3 separate regions of the Mus musculus genome follow, and all the other regions are linked to region 2. A link is a contact called in public HiChIP or PLAC-seq data. All regions are on one chromosome and are shown on one strand. Each heading gives the region's core, a stretch centred on a gene start, on an enhancer-like site or on the middle of the called end of the contact. The rest is flanking DNA. Distances are from core to core; before and after follow the strand shown. Region 1 has its middle 9.8 kb from the start of C230072F16Rik. Region 2 holds the start of Pkdcc (protein kinase domain containing, cytoplasmic). Region 3 holds the start of Tmem178 (transmembrane protein 178).

The links. HiChIP or PLAC-seq counts read pairs in DNA pulled down with a chosen protein or histone mark.
Region 1: a contact with region 2 is called in an H3K4me3 HiChIP or PLAC-seq map of embryonic forebrain, with 5 times the contacts expected there. The contact joins the enhancer-like site here to the promoter of Pkdcc in region 2. A contact is called at or near these places in 5 of 39 promoter capture datasets (the 3T3-L1 cell line, the SN4741 cell line, cranial neural crest and 2 more) and 1 of 115 datasets of contacts at active chromatin or transcription factors (embryonic forebrain).
Region 3: a contact with region 2 is called in an H3K4me3 HiChIP or PLAC-seq map of embryonic stem cells, with 11 times the contacts expected there. The contact joins the promoter of Tmem178 here to the promoter of Pkdcc in region 2. A contact is called at or near these places in 6 of 39 promoter capture datasets (cranial neural crest, embryonic stem cells, hippocampal neurons and 3 more), 5 of 484 Hi-C or Micro-C datasets (all in embryonic stem cells) and 7 of 115 datasets of contacts at active chromatin or transcription factors (astrocytes, embryonic forebrain, embryonic stem cells and 1 more).

What each region holds. Positions count from the first base shown.
Region 1 is chr17:80,884,725-80,889,347 of GRCm38.p6, reverse strand. No RefSeq gene overlaps it. Among named protein-coding and RNA genes, the nearest start is that of C230072F16Rik, 9.8 kb to the left of the region's middle. Within about 2 kb of position 1,752, at least 94 of the 459 cell types and tissues checked have an H3K27ac peak or open chromatin away from gene starts, as enhancers often do. A contact at or near this core is called in embryonic forebrain, where this site is marked.
Region 2 is chr17:83,212,991-83,217,650 of GRCm38.p6, reverse strand. Pkdcc (protein kinase domain containing, cytoplasmic) reads right to left here and starts at 2,368. Exons shown (of 7, transcript NM_134117.2): 1 at 1,547-2,368. The coding sequence starts at 2,185. Gm34686 (a long non-coding RNA gene) reads left to right here and starts at 2,517. Exons shown (of 3, transcript XR_001782234.2): 1 at 2,517-4,660.
Region 3 is chr17:80,941,162-80,945,979 of GRCm38.p6, reverse strand. Tmem178 (transmembrane protein 178) reads right to left here and starts at 1,348. Exons shown (of 4, transcript NM_026516.2): 1 at 892-1,348. The coding sequence starts at 1,291.

The DNA of each region.
Region 1 (4,623 bases), core at 503-3,002, 2.3 Mb after region 2:
AGAGTTGAACAGGAAGTTCACTGGCATGGCCTTCTGTTTCTATCCCCAGTGTGTGCCTTACAGATAAGGCATTGCTCCTGGAGATAGCTGCCAAGAATGGTGGCGCCAAGAAAGTAGTGATGCAGGCACTGGTGGCAGCAGGGGTGGGGGTGGGGGTGGGGTAGCTCTGTTTCTTTCTAAAGCATATCTGAGGACCAGGCTATCTCTGGACTCCCACCACCTTCCTCCATGTACTTGATAATCAAGTGTTCCTGCTGAAATACAGGGATAGATCAATCCCTGCAAAATTAAAGAGTAGAAAACTTTCGTAAGAAAAGACCACAGCATATTTAAGCTCTAAATAGGCCATACCAAAAGCTTTGGGGAATTATTAGTTAATGTTTGAGGATGATGGGTAAAATCAATAAATGGACAAAAGGACAGGGAAATTGTGGAATTTTTTCTTGAAGAATCAAATATATAATAATAGCAAAGGTAGTTTAGGGGATCGAGACTGTGGAGCAGCTGAAATACAGTTGCCAACCCATGTACAAAAAATAAACTCCAAAGAATTGGACCGACAGAAACACACACATTATAGTGAAAGGAGAAGTAGAAACGGGGGGTAATATTAATATTAACACTAACATATTCTGTAAAACAGTTACTAATACAATTACATTTGAGCATTCATTCTACATAAATGTCTTTGCAAATGAGATGACAGATTTGCTTGCATGATAAACAAATGTGAAATTATATTATTTTTTAAATAACTAGGGCATCTATTGACGACTATATCCATAGGCATCTCAAGTTCCTAGGAAACTACTATCTATAAAGAAATACGCAGTACCTACTGGATTCCCACACCTAGGTAGGAGGGAGCAATAAACACAAAATCAACATTTCCCTCCGTGTTCTTCTGTGAATTAAAAGGGACTGGTGGTACTGGAGAGTTGGCTCACAGTTAGGGCCTCATACTGCTCTTGCAGAAGCCAGAGTTCATTTCCTAGCACCTAGATCAGATGGCTGGGGACCAACTGTAATTCCAGGGAATCCTGCATCCTCTCCCTGGGCAATTGAATTTATATGTGCGTATAACACACACACACACACACACACACACACATGAATACATTGTTTAAAAATAAAAACAACTTTTGTAAAAAAAAAAAAAAATTCGCAGGGATTGGTTTGATAGTCCCAGGCGAGTGTCAGGAAAACCGTTTGTAAGCCTCAGACTAGCTGACTTGCTTGAAGATTCTCTGGTGGAACTCTAGCCTATTTAAACACAGCTTTAGCCAAAATAAATGGCCCTTCAGCTCCGGAGCTTATAATTGTAGCACATCTGTGCCGCCCTGACACACACCACTCCCCTCCTATCCGTTGTGTAAAGAGTCTGAGAGGTAAAAGGAGAAGCTAGTCACCATGTGCTGAGATCCGTTCTGCGGGACAAAGAGAAGTCTGAAGTGCATTGTGACCTGCTAATAATCTTTCACAGCTAACCGAGAGATCACTGATTAAAAATAGCATTGAACGTGTATTGGGCATCTATTTCGGGCCTCATTTTATTTGGAATGCAAATCCTGTTGGAAGCCAGAGCAGCAGAAGCAGCAGCTGGAAATCGACTCAGAACGTTCCAGCCAATTCACGTCGAGCCCAGTTGGCAGAATTAATGCCATTCTGCCGTCTCAGCGAAGGAGAGGTGGTTAATTATGCCCCACTGCCCAGCGGTTTCTATTATGGACACATCTGGACTGAAAGGCTCATTTGAAATCTCCAATCTCTCAGCTTCCTGGAGCCTAAACCAAGTTGAGGAGTTGATTTGTGATGAGGAGAGGGGAGGGGACGTGGGCAAACAGCTTTGCCCGTAGGGCCCGGAGAGACTATAATGAAAGCCTGCTGGAGTTTCAAAGGCCCTTTTACGGCCCCAGTGCTGACTTCCATCAGCGTTGTCGACCAGTTCCTAACACACCGTGTCTGGACAGGTTGTGCTGTAAATAATAAATAAAACACTCACGTTCATGCCTGCACCTCAGGGTAAGGGAGTTTAGTTTCCACGGTGCCCTCTGCTACTGCAGGCTGTGATGTTTTCATCTCTCCTAAAGGAAGGTAGACTGGGACCTTGTCTGCTTTGAACAAAAAGCCTTTCAAGAAGTGTCTATGCCCTGGATCAAGACTCGAAGCCGTATGTTATAAGAAAAAACACCCTGCAAGTGACAGCTGCCTCCTGGCTTGGCAGCAGGAAACACTCCATGAGGAAATCTCTGTTGGAGGTGCCATCTTTGAGAGGAAAATTAAAAATGATCATCACTCAAACCCAGGGTGGCCATGGAAATCCTCCAGGGTTTTAATTTTAGCGACTGGACCATTTTCTTCTTTCCATTTATATTTTCTGTTGTACATATGGAGGAAGTTAGGTTTTGATAATGTAAAAATATATAATGATCGATCAGAATAATGAGCGTTTCCCACTCCTTAAAGATTTATCAGTCCTTTGTATTGGGAAGCTTAAAAAAAAAACCAAAACAAAACCATATTGTGAACTATGTATTTGGCTACCCATTGTCCACTCTCTCTAGTCAACTCTCTCCGTTTATGAAATCAGCTCTTAGGCCTCACACCTGAGTAAGCATGTTATGCTTTTCTTTCTGTGCCTGGCTTGTGCAAGCAAGGTCACTTTCTCTTCCACTTGGACCTCAGTAGCCCAAGTCTCCAATCCCCCTTCACTCCTGCGTGTTCCTGAAAGACATCTAGAGATCCTCCAGTGGGGGCCTAAGGCTGGGACCTGGGCCAGGCTGTGTCACAGGTCTCCTCCCTGGTGATATGTGGAGGCCTGAGAAGCCAGTCCCTCCCTCCAACTGCCTGGTGACTAATATTCATGTCTAGTCCATTCCTTTATGCCAAACCCAGCAGGCAAGGCTTCATTCTTAATAAAGTATAAATGCCTTGAGAGGCAGTAATCATGTCTGAGCAGTCCCCTGAACCTGACAGAACCTGTGTTTCCAGACTTAACTCTCACATCCACTCACTACCTCCTCTGATAGAAGGAGAAAAGTTGCCGTAAAGAGAGTGAGAAGCGCCTGCCCCACAGGAAGTCAGTACAATTAAAGTTACTAAAAATAAACTCTGCTAGAGACTATGTCAATAATTTTGCTTGGAATAAGTCTTGCTTAGTCTATAGTAATTTGCATAAACTATTTGGTTGGTGGGTAAACTTTATAGAAATCAACTTTAGTAAGATGGGGGAAGTCAATCAGCTTATTTGACAATTCGGGAGAATCAAATTGTGTGTTTGTATGTGTATGAGAGAGGAGGGGAAAGAGGGAGGGAGGGAGGCAGGCAGGCAGGCAGGCAGGCAGGCAGGCAGGAAACATACCTGCCTCCGCCTCCGCCTCCGCCTCCGCCTCCGCCTCCGCCCACCAAGGGCTGGGATTAAAGCTGTGCACCACCGTACTCAGTAATAAGCTTAGTTTTTAAAGAGCTTATACACTGCTAGAAGAGATGGTACATTGCCCTCACCCCCCACCTCCGGAAGCACTTAACCAGTCTGAATGCACCACTGACACTAGTTCAGTACAGAAGCCTTAGGTAGGTGTTAGAACTACAGTACACTGGAGGCTTATCCTAACTCTAAGGTTCTGATCATTTGTTAATTACCTCATGAACATTCACAACTCTGGCCTCGGGAGCTGAACTCTGTAGTAGCACAATGCCCAAAACAGAAATATGAGTACCCTCAACTACCAGATCAGAGAGACTGGCCACAGCTCCTTTAACCTCTTTATAGCATCAGGAAACTAAGGAGGAAACGGAAGAGTTACCTAGCCTGGGCACAGACAACCTTCAGAGCATGATCCACCCACCCTGGATCCCAGTCTCAGAAGCAGCCTCTCTCTCTGAGCAGCACGAAGTCCCCTGGTAGCAGGTCGTAGCTTCAAGAAGCACCTCTGGCAGTAGGGTCTCCTAAAAGCAATATTCCAAGTACGTTACTTCCCACCGGTGCTAGAGGACCAAGCCAAGGCAAGGATAACAGGCTGGAGCCAGATTTGGGGATTTAGGTTCTATGTTCGACGCCAAGCAGAAGGACAGAATCCTAAAGGAAGAAATTGGTATCATGCAAAAAGTAAGTGCTTTGGACCCAGAGATTTGCATTCAAACCCCAGGTGGGCTGCAAGTTCTGCCCGATGTACTTAGGCTTTCTGAGCCTTGGCTGTCCCATGAATAATTGCATGAGAATTAAATTGGGCAAGATATGGGGAGGAAAACAAAAGCTGTGTTCAGTGTAACTGTGAGCTACCCCACTCCCTCTGGGGACGATTCCTTGGTTCTCTGCCCAGTTACAGATTATAGTCACCTGGGGTGTATGCAGCCCATCTCTCTGGAGCTAGCTTCCCTTTCCTGCAGGTTCTGGTGTAATTATTCAGGATGAGACTCAGTCCTTGATACTCAAGATATTCTTTTTAAAATCCTGCCCAGATTGGTAGCCCCTGCCCAAATATATCAAAATGAGTAGCCTCTTTGGACTTGGAATTTTATATTAGCATTTAGGCACATATATTACTTCTGGGTCTTGATTTATTGCTAAAAAGAGGAGTGATATTCTGGTTGCTTAGAATATTTGCTAATATATGTTTGCAC
Region 2 (4,660 bases), core at 1,119-3,618:
ACCTGTCCTGAGAAATGGCCTTGAACAGTTAACAAACACCAAATGCCCCGCTAAGTCACTTGGTCAAGGCCTCTCCATCCTCCTCAGAATCTGGCTGGCACCTCAGGGTTTCCAGAAAATTCCCAAGAACCCAGAAGAGGGAAAAAAAAAACAACCAAGATCCTCCCAGTTAGAATGGCCACGTAACCAGCCGCTCACTCCCTTAAGCTCCAGTCACAGTGTTAGCCATGCAGCCAGACATAAACACACACAATGGGTGTTTGGGACCAAATGCAGGGCCTGGGACCTTGACAGAACTTGTCACAAGAGTATGGCCAGGACTGGGGGCATTAGTTCTAGGGAGACTTGGAGCCACTAGGAGTACAAGTAGTATTGTGGCCTCTTTATTCTGTGGTCCACAGATCCCTCGAGGCCTGGGGCCCCCTTCTCAGTGCTGAGGGAAGAAAAGATGGACTGCTGTGCCTCTGGCCAGCTCTTTGGGTATAGAAAAGTGACTCTGAGGGTGGGTGGGTGGTATGGACAGCTGGGGGGGGGGTTGCACACACTTATGTTACCCAGCCAAGAGCAGTCAGGGGTCCCCTTTCAGTCACCTCACACATATGCATAGAGAGTAAGTAGTCTTATCCAAGGCAGAGAACTCAGAGAGGGGAAGTGGGTTTATGTTTGGATGGCGGTGGCATTGTGAAGGTCTGTTCTAAATGCAACCTTGGATGGACGAGATGTGGGGGTGCATCCTTCTTGCCTGTGCCCCCAATGAACAAGGACAGAGTTTCTCGCTAGGAAAGTATGCATCTAGCTTTTTGAACCGTCTAGCCTCTTGGCTAAGCACACTTGCAAGAGTGTGGTATTCATACTAGCAGACCTGGAGTCTTCTGGCCTACAATCCTGAGGCTTCCCCTGTGGTTCAGCTGGACCCACTTGAAGTCCCAGGGAAGCCTGTGGTCACTTCTGGGAAAGGCTGTGTATTTTCTGGCCTCTTTTATCCCTTTCAATGGCCTGTGAGCCCAGTGAGAAATGAGGGTCTCCCTGAAGATCAAGTCAGATCCATGGTCTCCTTTTGGGCCCCTCCCATACCCACTGAGGCTTAACATCACCTCCAAAGCCAGACGTGTCGCTGGACTTTGAAAAAAGTATGGTTCAGGCTCTACCAATATGGGGGATCCTATTTCTGCATCTGGGAGCTGACTGAAGCTGGATGTTGGAGTTGGACCTGAGGTCACTATGACTGGAGATAATACTCCACCAGCTTTAGCCAGCAGCAGGGTCCTCTGTGGTCACAACTCCTAATCACTGCCTTATCACCAGCTTGGGACCCTTCTGGTCCTTGCCTCTGTCTTTACGGGATGCGTTTAAGCTGGTACAGGGTTCTACCCAAAGGGTGAGAGACCCCGGCAGGGTGGTGCTGAGTGTGGTTCCCTAATCTGGGTTCTGCACCTAGCTGCAACTGGGCAGTCTTGGACGCCCTGAGACTTATTTACTCCGTAAGACCAAGGAGTCTTTCAGAGTGGCCAGCCAGCCCCCTCATCCCGGAACCCCACTGTCGTACCTGCAGCACGTTGGGGTGCCGCAGCCGCTCCAGCAGCACCATCTCTTTGAGCAGCTTGTGGGCCGCCAGGCGATAGCAGCCCCTTCGCGCCCCGAACTCGCGCACGCAGCTGCCCAGATCGTGGCCGCTGAAGTCCACTGCTTTAAGCGCCACCGCGGCGCCGCCGGGCAGGCGGACCCGGTACACAGCCTTAGTGTAGCCTGAGCCCACGTACTGCGCGCCAGACACGTTGCGGAGCGCGGCGCAGCCTAGGCGCGGGCCCGGGCCGGGGGAGCCCGGGCCGGGAGCAGGGGGCCAGCCCGGAGCGCCGTCGGGCGGGGACCGGACCCGCGGGGGCCGGGGACGCTGCAGGCCCGGCCCGCCCGGAGCCAGGTCCATCAGGCGCCGCCGCTCTGGCCGGCCCGCTCCCGGCCCCGGCCCCCCGCGGGAATAGCGCTGCACCTCCTCGTAGCGCTCCCGGATCTGCCGGGCCAGCTCCCCACGGCCCCCGCGACGGCCCGGGCCCGGGGCTGCCGAGGACCCCGGGGACTGGCCTGGCCGCGGAGGCTCCGAGCCCGGTGCGAAGAGCACGTTGAGGACGGAGCCCAGCAGGAAGGAGGCGCAGAAACCAGCGGCCACGGCCGCCCGCCGGCGCCGCATCGCTCCCCTCCCCCCGGCCGGCCGCGCGCCGCTCCCCGGCCCCGGCCCCGGCCCCGGCCCCGGGCGGCTCAGGCTCCGAGGCGACTCGGCTTCGCGCCGCGCCGGCCCCCTGCCCAGCCCGCGCGCATGGCCCGGGCAGCCCCGACCCCGGCCCCCGGCGGGCGGCACATCGGCCTGACACTTGCCTCCCTCCCGCCCTGCCCCCGCCGCTTATAAGGCCCGGAGCCACCCCCGCGCCCGCCCCTCCGCCAGCGCCTCCCCGCGCCCGGCCGAGCCAGTCCTCGGCGCCGCCCCCTCTGGCCGCCCGGGCCGGCCTTCCCCGCTGACTGACAGCGGGACCTCCTCCCGCGGCCAGCCGGGCCTGGGAAGCGGCGCGGAGGCGGCTCCGGCCCTGCCCGGCGCGCGGCCCCCCGAGCTCGGGTTGGGGAGCGGGGGAGGGGGAGGGGGCGGCCGCGCGCAGGGCTTCCAAGCCCGAGGCCAGGCTGGATAACGGGACCCGGAGGCCGAAAGCGGAGCTGGCCGACCTGGTGCGGGGAGTTGGAGGGGCGAGGCCGGCGGGTAACGGGCTCCAAGGGGCAAGCCGCCAAGGCCCGGGTGCGGGGATCTCAGGGGTACACGCTGCCTCCTGGGGGAGGTGGGGAGTCGGGGCTGCAGTGCAGTGCGCAGGGGTTCCTCCTTCTGCGGGTGAGGCTGCTCTGGGACAGCCCGGGTTCAGGGTGTGATGAAGGGCGGCGCACTGGGGAGGCTGCCCCGCACCTGCGAGAGCGCGAGGGGTGGGGACTGTGGTCTCAGAGTTAATCAGGAGGTTTCGGAAGAATTCTTTTTTTTTTTCAACTGTCTTCTACCAGGACTTTCTGATTTTCCTGGTTCCCGAATCCCCACATCTCGACAACACAGCTCCATCCCCATCCCCGAGAACCTCGATCTTTGACCCGCCAGTAGGGGGTCGGAACCGTATACAGCGAGTGCATTAGTGTCCACGCACATCTGTCTGTGGAATGTGTGCATCCGCATGTCCCGAGGGGCTACTGTGTCTCTAGGATGGGAGTGAGTGTGTGCCCTGTGTGTTAGTGCTGACTCCATCAGAACTTCTGGTCCCTCCTCCTCCCTCCCTGATTGCATCATTAGTGCTAATTGAGGGGCTTTCACACGCCAGTGCATTAGCTGTTTGGAGTGAGCTCCCCCCTCCTGCGAGATAAGCTGCCGCCCCTCCCCCTCGTGGCTCTCCACTTCCCTAGGGCACTGAAACTGTCCACCGAGGTCGTCTCACTTCCTCAGGCTCCCTCCTGCTTTGCTCTGGGCAGGAAAAAGTTATCTCTCTTCCTGCAGTGCCGTGGATTCGGCTGGAGCGACGGCATATGGGGTAAAATTTAGGGGCTGGAGAAAGAATCCAGAGCCGCCTTTCTGAGGGGCTTTCTAGGAAGGAGGGGTTTTCCCTCAAGAGGTCTCCTGTTCCTATCCAACGCAGGGAGGAACTCTGTGACAGGGAATAAAACTTGCGGCTAGCTCTTTTGGAAGTTCAGCCTGTGATCGCACTGAGGTAGGCCTTCTGGCTCTGACTGACTTCTTGGTCCCCTAAAACTCAGAAAGTGGGGACCATGCTGAGTTATTCGTCATGGGAAAGGCAGGTTGAAGGAGGCCATGATTCCCCCTGAGAGATTTGGGTGGGTTTGATGGAGTGTGCGCTATAGGTCTGTTCCTGTTTAAGCTGCCCCGCCCAGCTCTGGCCCATAGCTGCTGGGAGGTTGGGGAGGGGGCTGTCTGAGCAGATGCCCTCCCCAGCCCTCACACCAGATGTCTTTGGTCTAATTAACTGTGCTGGGAAAACCAACCTGGGTTTGTAAACATAGCTACTGGCTAAAGTCAACAGGGAACAGGAGCAAACAGTCCCCTTCACTGAGCCTCATCTAGACCCAGCACCCCAGGGAAGGGAGCTGGGGGGGGGGATCAGAAATGCCCTGGCCCACAGATGAGTCAAAGAAAGACTGTCTGCCTGGGTGACCCCAACGTGACTACTATTCCCTTGCTAGTTCTACAGTGTCTACTCAAGAAGTGTGAGGACCAGCTAGCTACCATGCCCAGGAGAGGTTTGACTTCTGGCGGTTTCACCTCTGATGGCTGCACAACCAAACACTGTGTATGTGTGTGGCATATTTCTTGAAAAGCTTTCTTCAGATCCTCTGCATGTTCATGTCTCGGAGAAGCGTCCGTGGGGAAGGATTTGGCATCGTGAGTGTACAGCTCAGAGTTGGTGAATAGAATGTGAACATTGTTAACTTCATTACACATCATGTAGGTATTATAATAACATGTTCTGAAATTAGATAATTATTCCTGTGATATCTCTGCCAAGCTTTGGTGTTTCTGTTATGGTTTGAAAGTTCAGTGCACAACAGGGCCAGAGAAATAGGCACCAGTGTTCGCCTGGTGCCTACCCAGAACCCCGAAAGCAGGGTCCTCATGTAGAGAAACAGC
Region 3 (4,818 bases), core at 99-2,598, 2.3 Mb after region 2:
TATTCAAACTACCTGATTCCATACATAAGATAGGTGTTGCATAGATTCCAGAAGAGCAAAATGATGCTGTACCAACGCAAAGCCCAATAACAAAACAATAAAGACAACCTACAAAGTGTCACAACCATAAGAGCGTGGCAGGTAGAATCTCTGAGCGCAAGTCTACTTTCAAGGACTTGGCCCTTGGCTCTCCTCAGCTGCTTCCTAGACCCTGAGGAGGGTGGTCATCTGGAAGGTTGAATAATGAGTAAAGCCGGTGTCTTAGATCCCTTTAGCTGCCTTTACTAGTGAATTAGGGAATACGAAGTCCAATTCAAACAGATCCTGAACTTGGAGTGTTTGGAGGACAGACCTTCGCTCCCCATTCCAGGCTGGAATGCCACCTCGATTTAATGGTATACCAGCGAGCTCAATCCATGAGAAAGCCCTCTTTCCTTGTTCTGAGGTTTACACCTTGTCTCTTCCAAAGGGCACGTCTCAAAGGAAAATGCAAGTTGAGGAAAGGAACCCAGTTGAGAAAGATCAGTCTTTGTGGCTGTCACCCTCCCTGGGAACACTGTCAAGAAAATCCATATCTACACCCCGAGTCAGCCAGGCACAGACAGAGAAGGACCAGAGGAGAGAGTCTTAGGGAAGATAAAGAGACAGTGTGAGGGGTAAAACGGAGTCCAGGAAAATGGTAAAAGAAGGGTAGGATGAAGGAGCAAGGAAAGGGAGAAAGAAGAGTAGCTGGGGAAGGAAAGCAGGGAAGCAATCTGGAAGGGTGAAAAATGCGCGGGGCAACGGAGCGCAGCGACTGGAGAGGCGACCGCGGGGACCCGCGCGCCCCTGGGATGCCCGGGCTGAGCTCCGCGCGCGGACGTAGAGACGCGGGGCGCGCCCGCCGCTCACCTTTCAGGATGAGGGTGTCGATGTCCCGGTCGATGCCCAGAAAGTAGCACTTCCTCCAGAGGCCCGAGTAGGTGGCGAACAGTGGCCGGCCACACTCAGCGTCCAACCCGCCAAGCCCCAGAAGCGAGCGCCAGGACTCAGGGTCTGAGCGCCCGGGGCCGCCGGGGAGCAGCCGGCGCCCCAGGGGAGGCGAGTCCCGCAGCGGCAGGTGCGACAGCGGCATCAGGCGGTTCTTCTGATCCGGGGGGTCGGCGCCCGCGCGGCTGCGCTCGCAGCTCTCCTTGTGGCGCCGGGGGTCGGTCTCGTACCAGTGGTCGGTGAAGATGGCCGTGACGAGCAGCCCCAGGGAGCAAAGGCTGAGGCCGAGGCTTAGCGCCGTGACGAGCGCCCGTGGCTCCATGGCTTCCCGGCCAGCAGCCGCCGCCGGTGGGCTCGCCGCCGCCGCCAGACACAATGCACTTGGCCTCGGCGCTCCGCCGAGCGCCCTCCCTCCCTGCCACCTGCCCCGCACTCTCCCTCCCACGGCCGCCCGCCCGCCTCTCTCCCCCGCGGGAGCCTCCTCCCGCCCGGCCCCGCGCCCTCCCGCGCTCTCACTTTCCCGCGGCCCTCCCCCTAAGCCGGCTCCCCGCACTCCACAACCCACCCACCCGCTACCCCGGCCGATCACGCCCCTCGTCCCTCTCCCTGCTTCCAGCTCCCGCGGTCAGCCCCCTCTCTCCAGCCCCCTCTCCCTGCCTTCACCTCTGCTCTCCATCCTCCCTTTGCTCTCTATCCTCCTTTCTCCTCTTAACCCCGTCCCTACTTTCCCTTTACTTTTCTTCAACTCTTCCAGACGCTCTTTCCCCACTCGGGAGGGCCTTTGTGTCCCTGGCTCCTTCTGCCTTTATATACCTGCCTTGGATTCCAACCCTCTCTGCACCTACCCCTGCACACACCACCTCCGATCCTCTGTCCCTCCCACGACCTTACAAGACATCCACCAACATCAGGCTGGATCTTTGTCTCTTGTCCAAGTTGATTTTGATCACTGTCTCTGTTTTGCTCCCAGGAGCAAATCCCATCCTTGAACGCGTGTGGTTTTGACTCTTTAGACTCTTGATCTAGAGCAGCCAGCCTCTTTTCTAGACTTCCGAAGGATCCAATCTCAGAGACCTTGGCAGCTAGCTCAATAGCCCTGCTTCCCTCTCTCGGGCTCCTGGCAGCCTGGAACCCTTCTCTCTGCTCCAGCCCTGCTTCTGCAAGAAGATGCCCAGTGTCCCTGGAGCCACAGAACCACAGTCAGAGATAATAGCCGCCCACTTCATTCCTGCCTGTTCTGAGATGGACTTCTTTTTCTTGGGCTATCTCTACGCCTGAGTGACTGACCGTCTCCTGGATCAATACGGCCTTGCAGTGGCACCTGCTCTGCCAAGTGATTATTGCCTTTGAATAAAGCAAGCCCACCAGTGATAAATCAAAGTAATGATTTTCTCCTGTACTAGTTTTTTTTTTTCCTGGTGGTCATCGAGGGTCAACAACAAACCAGTGCTCTACACCGGTCAACATCTGAGGCTTTCTGCTTTTCCAGGGCTTTTCTGGAGTCACAGATGTTCACTCTAAAAATGGCAGGCAGGATCTTTCTAAAAGAGGAATCCTTGGGACCAAAGTACAGAGTGAATGATGCGCATGTATATTCTGCATGGCAAGGTGCCATACCCTGGTCCCACCTACACCCTTGGGGCCATGTCAGAGGCAGAAAACCATGCTGTACCAGTCCAGGACGGCTATCCTTATGCTCTGACACTATGAAATATTAATGACTGAAGAGATTATGAGGCATTCATTAGATGCTAAATGTCATTACTCCGTGCTTTAATGGGACTTATTAATTAGTGCCCCACGTCCGTTGGTATAGAGGTGGTTGATCTGCCTCCTATGGAATGGCATCTGTAACGGTGACACGAGATGCTGCTGCGATCCATGTTCATTGCTGCTTGGGCTCCACGTCTTCAGGGATTTTTTTTTTCCTGTGGAAGAGCATGTACCTCTTCTTAGCTGTTCACTTCACAGAAAGATCCCTTAAGCAAATCTTGGTCCTATCAGACCCCCATGCCCGTGTCTGCTGACCTGACAATGTGAATTATTGCTTGGATTTTTCCTCACAGCTTCAGCAAGAACTGTGATGAGCTCTGGGTCTAATTAAGGAAGACAAAGAATTACAATTTTAGTGTTCTTCTCACAATCAGCTTTTCCTTCTCAGGAAGCACTAAACCCGGCAGAGGAAGCGTTTTCAGGATTTACACAGAAATGATGGGACTTAGAAGGTTTCATTTATTTATATTCTATAATATGTGTAAGATTATAGATCTTTCCAGATATACAGAGCCCCTTTAACTGTGAGTCGAACTGGCATCTGAAATTAACTTAGAGTGCCCTGTGTCATATACATATACATATATACATATACACATATATACATATACATATACCATATGGCATTTCTCAAGATAGTTATTACAAGCCCCGAGACTGCTTCATGTTTAGTTGTCTTCGCCCCTTTATCATGTCCTCACCCAATGTACTACAAGGCACAAATACTCAGCCACATTTCATAGTCACATGATTATCATCACACTAACCCTGTCCCCAAGTGAAAAAAGGGTAGCAGAAAATCTTCTCAGTCACTGCTATGTGACTTAAAAGAACATAGTGTCCTGCCTATAGAACATGGTGTCTTATAGACCGTGGCATTTGTTCTGCCTTTGTGGAACTCTTTGATCACACCCTTCTTAAAAACCAGCATCATCCTCGGAGTTCATTTACGTCTCTGTTTAAAATCAACCTCAGCATATAATCTAAAGGTTATTCAATGATGGATTGCCTTTGACAGTATTTCATAAAAAATGTCACACATTACAAATATGGGCCAGCAGTGTGTAATGAGAGTGCTGCCTCTGCTGGTTCTGCATTATCGGCGTCGGAGAAAAGTGACATGTGATGTGTATACTGGCTTTGCTACAGCGACTGCACATCGCTTCGTCCGTCCACGTTTTCAGCCTTCCTCTGTTGGAGATTTCCAGTGATGAATTGTCACCCACCAACCCCAGCTGCTCAGGAGTGAGGAATGCCGAGATGAGAAAACTTCCCATCTTCATGCTGTCCCCAGTCTGGTGGCAAGCGGGGAAAACATGCACAGAACTAGAGGCAAGGGCTGTGGCAGAAATATAAACCGAGTGTTGTGGGAAGATGAACAGTAAATGACAGACTGCCTGGGGAGCGGGAATTCAGGTGGGCTGAGGACAGGCATCTGACTTAGTTCTCCAAGGATAGATTCAGTTTTGCCAAGGGAAAATATCAGCGATACTAGCATCTCATTCAGGTTATAACTCTTTGGTTTTATGTCCATCTAGTACATTTGGAAATTTCAGTGTTTATGGACACTGTAATACAAATACTTTTCCATGTCTTTAAGTCATCTAGTCGGACTAATCTAATGGCTTCTTACATGGCTCAGAATTAGCAGGGCTAGGACCTCAATATTTTCAAATGTTGCTTGCTTCACTCATCTAAAATTTGTCTTTGCTCTCTCCAGACCAAACACTCCAGTGCATCCCTCACTAAACAGCCCTGTTGTGAAGGGACAGGGAGAAATCTGGAGAATTTCCATCTGGGAACGTTACTGTATTTGAACATGTCCAAACCTCAAGCTCGTCTTTCCCTACGTTGTGTCTGCCCTGCCTCCAATCTCTTTTTCTCTCCTGTTGACAAGCCATATAAGCCACTCATACTCTGTGTTTCAGAATTTCGCAAATCATGTGGCTTTTTCCTTTGAAGTGTCATTTATATCTGTCCTTCTGGGTCTTTTCCAGTAGCCCGTGCTGGGGTGGCAGTGCTCTCCTTGGTCCCCAGGATTTCAGGACCAGCTCTTCCTATAGTCACCACAGATAC